Linked DNA regions of Acanthopagrus latus: region 1 is linked to region 2. Evidence: chromatin contacts called from public Hi-C data. All regions are on one chromosome and are shown on one strand. Each heading gives the region's core, a stretch centred on a gene start, on an enhancer-like site or on the middle of the called end of the contact. The rest is flanking DNA. Distances are from core to core; before and after follow the strand shown. Region 1 holds the start of LOC119024740 (F-actin-capping protein subunit alpha-2). Region 2 holds the start of tes (testin).

What was found. A called contact is a pair of places that touch in the nucleus more often than the background predicts.
Region 1: a Hi-C map of muscle shows a contact between it and region 2, with 2.5 times the contacts expected there. The contact joins the promoter of LOC119024740 here to the promoter of tes in region 2. A contact is called at or near these places in 3 of 4 Hi-C or Micro-C datasets (liver and muscle).

The regions. Positions count from the first base shown.
Region 1 is chr8:20,425,095-20,428,841 of fAcaLat1.1, reverse strand. It overlaps LOC119024740 (F-actin-capping protein subunit alpha-2), which reads right to left and starts at 1,929. Exons shown (of 10, transcript XM_037107809.1): 1 at 1,796-1,929. The coding sequence starts at 1,879.
Region 2 is chr8:20,210,186-20,214,255 of fAcaLat1.1, reverse strand. It overlaps tes (testin), which reads right to left and starts at 1,386. Exons shown (of 9, transcript XM_037107653.1): 1 at 1,179-1,386. The coding sequence starts at 1,205.

The DNA.
Region 1 (3,747 bases), core at 680-3,179, 210 kb before region 2:
GTGTCATTATGATCAAGGCTGCAACTACAGCTTTTTCACTATTCATTAATCTACTGAATATTTCTGTATTTAATCGTTGGGTTAATTAAAAAAGACATTTTGAAAAATGTTGAATACACATCACAAGTTATTGTGATTAATGATATTATCTAGCTTATAGAGATGTTTGCCTATAAGGTCTGACAGAGACAAAAACAAGTTCTGAATTTATCAAAACCCAAAATAAACAGTGATGGAATGTAACTACAGTACAGTACATTAACTTGACTTAAGGGGCTTGTACTTCATATTATTTCCATTTTCCACTACATTTTGGAGGCAAAGAGTCTACATTGTTTGTTTGTTTGTAGATTACACGCTGCATCAGAGCCAAAGGAGCAAATTCTTTTAGAGAAAAGATAATCAATTTTATCTACAATTGGACTAAAGACCAGATAAAGAGAAAACACCACTGATTCCAATGATCAGAGAGAACGTATCAGATCTGGTAATCAACCAGGCTGAGAGAGAAATCTGATATATCACAGAATAATCGAGTGAAACATTGAAATAAAGTAAATAAAAATGTACAACATTTTAAAAAAATAAATCAAGCAAATCTTCACAGCTGCACCCATTTAATTCATGCCATATTTTCCGGCTAACTCAAACAAAAAATAGCAGTTCCCAAATTGTCAATTAACTTATTAATAATTTTACCAAAAGTGTTTCAAGCAGCAGAAATCACACTGACTTCCCTCTCTCAAATCTGTTTTCCAACACATCTAACCAAAATGCAAACACAGCTTAACACAGACCAAAATGTGGTTGCAAAATGAAGTCAACCCATTGAGCAGGAAATTACACTTAAGTGCAGACAGTTCAGGCACATGCAGTCGAACACTCATGTTGTGTCAGGGTATTGGCTGTGTGTGTGTCTGTGTATGCACTTTTAAGGAAATGAGAAAATGAACAGGGCAGACACTAGCAGGGGTGTAAAGGGGTAGGAAGCCTGTACTGTATGGGCTTGATTACATAATTTGCAAAACAGTGCTCGGTTATTTTTTTAAATAATAAATGCTGGTGGGAGAGCTTTAGAGTTGACTTTTAAATATGAAGAGCATATGTAAAAGACACGTCGCAAATGATCAATAAAACCTCACGTCGTGGATCAAGTGGAGCTCGTAGCCTAACGTCAGTTCATACATCTTTTTACTGACTGGAACGCTATTTATTAGAGGTATAGCGATTAGCAAGCTAGCTTGTATAATGCCCATAGTTGATGTCATACGACGAATTAAATCCTGCTCCACGTCAAATAATCGGACAATCCACCACTTCCAGTGTTTTATGCGTGCCGACAGAAAAGCGGTATCAAACAGCGAAAAGGGCGTGTTGGTAAGTGTAGCTGTATGCTAGCAGGCTGCGGCTATGCTAAACTAACTAGCTAGCGATGTTTGGTGTATGAAACTTCCCTAACACAGGCAGCCAGAGACACAGGGGGGAAACGACATGTCCACACAACGAAAGCGGTGCGGGTGGCGAGCTTAGTTGAAATTATAATTTGAACACGGCTCCTATTTTGAGTCAGGACCGTACAAGGAGCCTCCGTTTGAGATTCGCAAATGAGCGGAAGTTGAGCTAAAAATAATAAGAGCAGAAGCAGCAGCGGTTGTGATGAGGCCTGGGTTTTCTCCAAATTCAACTGCGCCGGTCGACGCCGGGACGCACCGACAGACACACTCAAATGCAACTCAAAAACGAGCGCTAACGTGCCCCCGCTGGAGTTTATCTAGCGATTTATTTGGCATCTTACCTTTTCCTCGTCGGATAGCTGCTCCTCATGATCCGCCATCTTTTCTTCCGGCACCACCAGCTTGTCAGAGCCCCGTGACGTCATCACATGGGTGGATTCCCAGCTCGGCTGAGCTCAGTGTTAAAGAGTGGTGACTGATGCTCTGTCACTGGCTGTGCCTTCAGTGGCTGTCACATGCAGCATGGGTATTTTGACAATTTCAAAGAATAATTTAGATAATTGAATTAAAAATAACGCATTTATATATCCTTATATCCAGGGCTGCTGTATGCAAGATCATCCTTCTGGGATCACTCCATATATAATCACACTCACTGTCAAAAAGAATATGCTCAGGAACAGATTTAATTCTTGAGGATTTTGTGTTACCTCCCATTACACAAAAACTGCTGAATCGGATTTCCACGAAACTTCGATGGAGGATGGGACTTTAGGTGTGGATCTTAATTCTAGTTTTCTTTAACATTGTGAGATTGTGGGTGATTTTTGAAAATTTTCGTGAATTTCTCAGAGAATAAGGCATGGATCTTGATCCAAAATAAATCACGTGGATTTACGCGGCTGGTATCTATGAGTGCAATATTTATTTGGCTATTTAATCATTATTTATATCATTTTGTCTTTACAAATAACATAGTAGGAGTTAAAATATAATTTTGTTCTACAATCCTGGCTGTATGATGTCAATTAAATTGATCTTGAATTATGAATCTTGAATCATTTTTGTGCAGCTTTTGGAAATAAAACAAGAAAAAATGCTCTTCTGTTTGCATCTCATTTGAAGTATTTAGTTAGCTGTCAGTCTGTTAGAATTGCAGAGCGTGTAGGTTTTCAATGTCTCATGTTATGAACCCCAACAGACACAGTTTTAACCTCTGAACCCCATCTGGTAAGTTCAGAGGCAAAGAACTCCTTCTGTCCATTGTTCTAGAAATGAGTGGTCGTGACCTAAGAAAAGTACCCCCCCCAACACTCGGATTAACCAAATAATCGGTGAAACAACTAATCTTTCTGTGACGGTCACGAGTAGGTGGCAAGAGATATTGGAGGAAAAAAGCACATCTCTCCCATCCATTAATAAAATGTAATATTTTTTGCAAAAGTATGTCTTCTTCATCATCAAAACATTTTGGGGAAGCCCTGTGATTTCCCAGAGATGCTGTCACATTGTGTATGCTGGGTGTTCCACCACTAGATGGCGAGCTAAGACAAATATCCAAAGCTAGCAGGGTCCTGTCCAAGACTCATCTGCTTGAGAGAGGAATGATATCAGTTTCACTGTCTGACTCATTCTCTTTCACGCTGCCAGCAACAAAAAGATAACATGTAACTCAACACTGAATGCGAAAAGCCCACAGCAACACAGAGACGGGGCTGAGGGAGTGAGACGGGGAGAAACAAAGGGAGAGGTTTGTTAAATATTATCACAGATGGTTGTTTGAGCACTGAGGAGAAGGAAGTCTGATTGAAAGGATCCTTTTAGTCACTGAAGTCTTTTCATTTCATCTTCCTGATGCGTGCAGTGTGACACGTCTACATGCAGTGTGACGCGCGCATGCAGTATGTGACCCAAGCCTAGCTCCACTGTAGTTGGATGTTTACCAGATAGCTGCTGCCTTCAGTCGTCAGATCCTTCAGGTGGATATACACCATTGCAAGAAAAAAGTCCCGTGTCCTCTACACGTGCACACTTGACAAACTTAGACAATGTAATTTGTTGAGAGTCATGTCACGAAATAGACAATGTAGGTACATAAAACAGAAATGTTAAAAATAGTAAGTGAGTAATGAACTTAGTTGTAACGTACTGGCTGGTTAGTCGGTGACATAGTCTGGCTGTTTGTTACCTGAGGTCTTCCTGTCTTTATTATGATCCACATTAGCTGGTCACTAATCTCCCTGAGGTCCTGACGACAAAAACTTACTTTTGCTAATTTATTACAATTACTTTG
Region 2 (4,070 bases), core at 137-2,636:
TCTAATTTTAACTGTTTGTGTCTGCACGTACATGACTTATCCTAGAAACAAACTGTGTTTGGTACATACATATCCCCAATGCAGATGTTACATCTTATTGAGTGATTGCTGCTGCAGCTCAGCTACTACACACCTCATCATCTTCGGATCACACGGATCAGATTTTTAACAGCATGGATTACCAACAGTGCCTGCCAGGATAATCACCCCTGAAAAGAGCCCCTGGGTCACCAAAAATGATGTTTTGAACTACTAATTTCCAGTGTCACATCAATTGAGATCCAAACTGAAGGGCACACTAAACAATTCCAACAATGCGTCAATTTCCAATTAGTTACACTATGACTGGGTCATGTGCAGATTTTTAAGAAGGAATTCAATGTATGCCAGACGTGCAATGAATTCAACATGTGCCCAGCAACCATGTGCATCTAAAGTAAACTCTCTGAAATGAATTAACATCCTGTGGATTGACTCTGTTGAACAATTCTAATCAATCTCTAAGACTAAAAAACAAACCTTGTTTTCTTTTTTTTCTTTCAAGAACTACTGAGATTAGCTCTATAATTTGGCAGTTGTATAAACTTTATAAGAAGCACTTATTCTTTGCTTTCGCAACTAGTCTGCCCTTACTCTCACGATGACTTTGTTGTTATAGAAATATACTTAAATGCACACCAATAGAAAACTAAAACATCAACACTCTATAAACTACAGCTGTTTCGTGCACAACATGCATGCCGAACTTCGTTATTTATTCAGTTATTTTGCTAAAAGATTAATAACATGTTACAGAGCTTGTGAGTTTGGTTCATATAGAGGGTGACACTAAGTTGCCAAAATTTCAGATGCAATTTGGCGCTGACTTTCTTAACAGGAAGTTCTCCTGCTAACAAGTCAGGCAGCTCCAGCGTTACTTTTCCAACCAAATCAACAGACAAGTGCTTGCTGTTACATCTTTCAACTAGCTATTGCTTCATATTTATATCGTTTTATTTATCTTTTATTATCAATGAAAACGCAAAAAAATGACTCTGAAACACGATCGAAATGAAAGGTTCCAAGCGAACAACAAAGTCTGGCTGTGATACTGTAACTTTTCTCGCCACCTGCCCCGTGCTCGGCACACCTTCTCAGGGCGTGCCCCGTCTGGCCGAGCACTCTGGAGGACAGCTTACCTTCTTCACTTCCTTCTCTATCTCCATTTTAGCGTTTGTCAGCGAGGAGTTGACTCGGTCCAGACGAATCGAACAGCAACTGTAAAAAAAGCTGTTTTAACAAACAGAAACCGGTCCGGAGGAATAATGAAACAACCCGGTTCACGGTCTGCTTTCCCCTCGGAGGTCCTGCTCCGCACTGACGTCAATCGTAACAAAATGGACGAAAGGGTTTCCGGTCCGTGCTTTCAAAATAAAACCCTCGTTCAGGGGGTTTACCAATCCCACGGGTACAGCCGGTGGAAATGATAAACCGACAAACCGAGACGATCAAATTATGAATAAAAGGTATTTAAAGCGGAATATTATTAATTCTGCGGCAAAACTAAAAAAAAAAAAAAGAATAATAAGATACAGAAAGATCTGTCTAGGCTTACATGTAGACTTGAGGAAAACAGGCTATTGCAAGTTAAATGTTCTTTTTGAAATGTGTATGTGAATTTAACCATTCACATACACACACATCGCAGTAAACTACCATGGAAGGAGCTGGCCCAACAATTTGGGGTAAATTGGGTTTCAATTATTTTATTTAGAAGATCGAGTTCCCTCACTTCCGGGAACGTCTTTACGTCCTCTCTCGAGCTTGACGTGGCTCTCTCTCCGAAGGTCCCGTTCACTTTTCATTGATTTAAAAGGCGGCGCTTGTGCTTTGACAGATCATCATATCAACCAATACAAATGGATATAGCGGGCCCGATGGCGCAGAAGCACCAATCAGAGAGCAGTAGGGGGCGTGCTCTTGTCATAACAAAGGATGTCCGTGTTTTGACAGATTCAACCTGCAGCAGCTCAGATTCTAAACTCGCTGTATTTTCCACCAATGACTTGACTGTTATTGCCCTGACAATTATGTTTAGTGATTTTTGATGGTGCGTTATAGAAACAAGAGAAATATGTCAATAAATGTTGTTAAATTTGTCTTTGTTTTTTTTAAAAAAAATCATTCCGTTTTGAATGTAGTCGTAGATCCACACATTGGAACGCGCCTTCACACGTACATGCTGGCACAAACCGCACACCACAGCTGGTTTGTTTTGTGATCTGATGTTTCATGGTTGTGTGAAACAGCTGCAGTGTCGCCCCAGTGACAGGAAACAATGTGGTTAGCAACTTCCTCTGTGGACTGCCGCTGGCCTTTGCAAAGGAAACACCACTGTCACTCCCTGACAGGGTCGATTGTAGGACGCCTATCTGTCAGGGTTGAATGAGTTTGGATGCTGTTTTTCAGCAACACTCAGCCTCACTTTGATGTCTGATCTTTGCTGTCTGGTATGAACATCTGTAATACAACATTTACTTAACATCTGTAAACTCTCAGACAGCTGTGTTCTCCCACTTCCAGAGATGCTGTCATTTCCTCTGCCGCATCCAAAACTTACCACGGCCCAACCATGTGTAATGGAGCTGGAGGATTGTCATGACAAAGGTGCTGTGAACCTCAGCTTGAAATGTGTAGAAAGTCAAAAGTCAAAAAAGATGGGATTTGTGTGTGTGTGTGTGTGTGTGTGTGTGTGTGTGTGTGTGTGTGTGTGTGTGTGTGTGTGTGTGTGAGAAACCATCCAGTTGTCGTGCCAGCATTTTATTTTAGCAGGTCTAAACTGCAGGTTTGCAGGACATTTCTTCAGTCCGACGCCTCATCTTCCAGTGACACAGCTGTGAATACGTGATAAAACAGCAAACAACAACAGGACTCTATCAGCTCATCAGAGACAGTACTTTTCACAGTATTTTTCTGAGACAGAATATAACCCTAACCCAACTGAAGGAAATGTACTCTAGCGAGCACCACACAGACATGTCTCAACAGAGACTTCTCCAAGAGCTCGAAGAAACCAAAGAGCAGCTGAAAAGCTGAAAGCCCCGAAAGAAATGTACATCAACAGGGGGGAAACATAACATAACATAACATAACATAACATAACATGACATGACATGACATGACATGACATGACATGACATGACATAACATAACATAACATAACATAACATAACATAACATAACATAACATAACATAATGTTATGTGAAATAGAAAGATTAATATCATGTCCAGACACACAGAGCAGTATGATATCACCTATATGTTTCAAACAAAGTAATGTCAAGCTGTTAGCTTGCAAATTAAAACATAGTGTCTCTTCCATGTTCAGGACAAATTTCAATTCAAACCAGTGAAAAATGAGCGATTGGTGACATTTTGAATACACATACAAATGTGGAATCACAAAAATGCTGAAATTAAGCTCAGAGGACCAAACTCCAAAAATCCGTAACAGATGTTTGTTTTCAAAAGTGTGTGTGTGTGTGTGTGTGTGTGTGTGTGTGTGTGTGTGTGTGTGTGTGTGTGTGTGTGTGTGTGTGTGTGTGTGTGTGTGTGTGTGTGTGTGTGTGTGTGTGTGTGTGTACTGGCTGGAGACACATTCCTCTTTATTGTTATTATTCACCTGTTTAAACAGGACCAATATTTCCCAGTGCTGGAGAAAATACAGAAAATCTCAAGTATGAGTGAAGTTACATCATTGAAATATTAGTTACAAGTAGGTGTTAAGATAATACTTAAAAGTACAAAGTATTCTTCTCAAACACTGTCCAGAGTTTAATTAAGAACTTTTAACTGCTGATGTTCAATGCATTATCAATAGCATAGTAGGCATTCAATCAAAGGGGTTTCTGTTTTTCTAAATCTTCAGTCTAAATCACTCCCAAACTCCTGCTCTGTTCTGCTCAGTGGTCATGGTCACTTCAACAAACTTGCGTCTACTGTCAGTGTTTTCATAGGCCCGTTTGTTATCCGAAAAAATGCGGATGAAAGACATAAAGTCAAATTGTTCTAAGTGCTCAATTATCATCT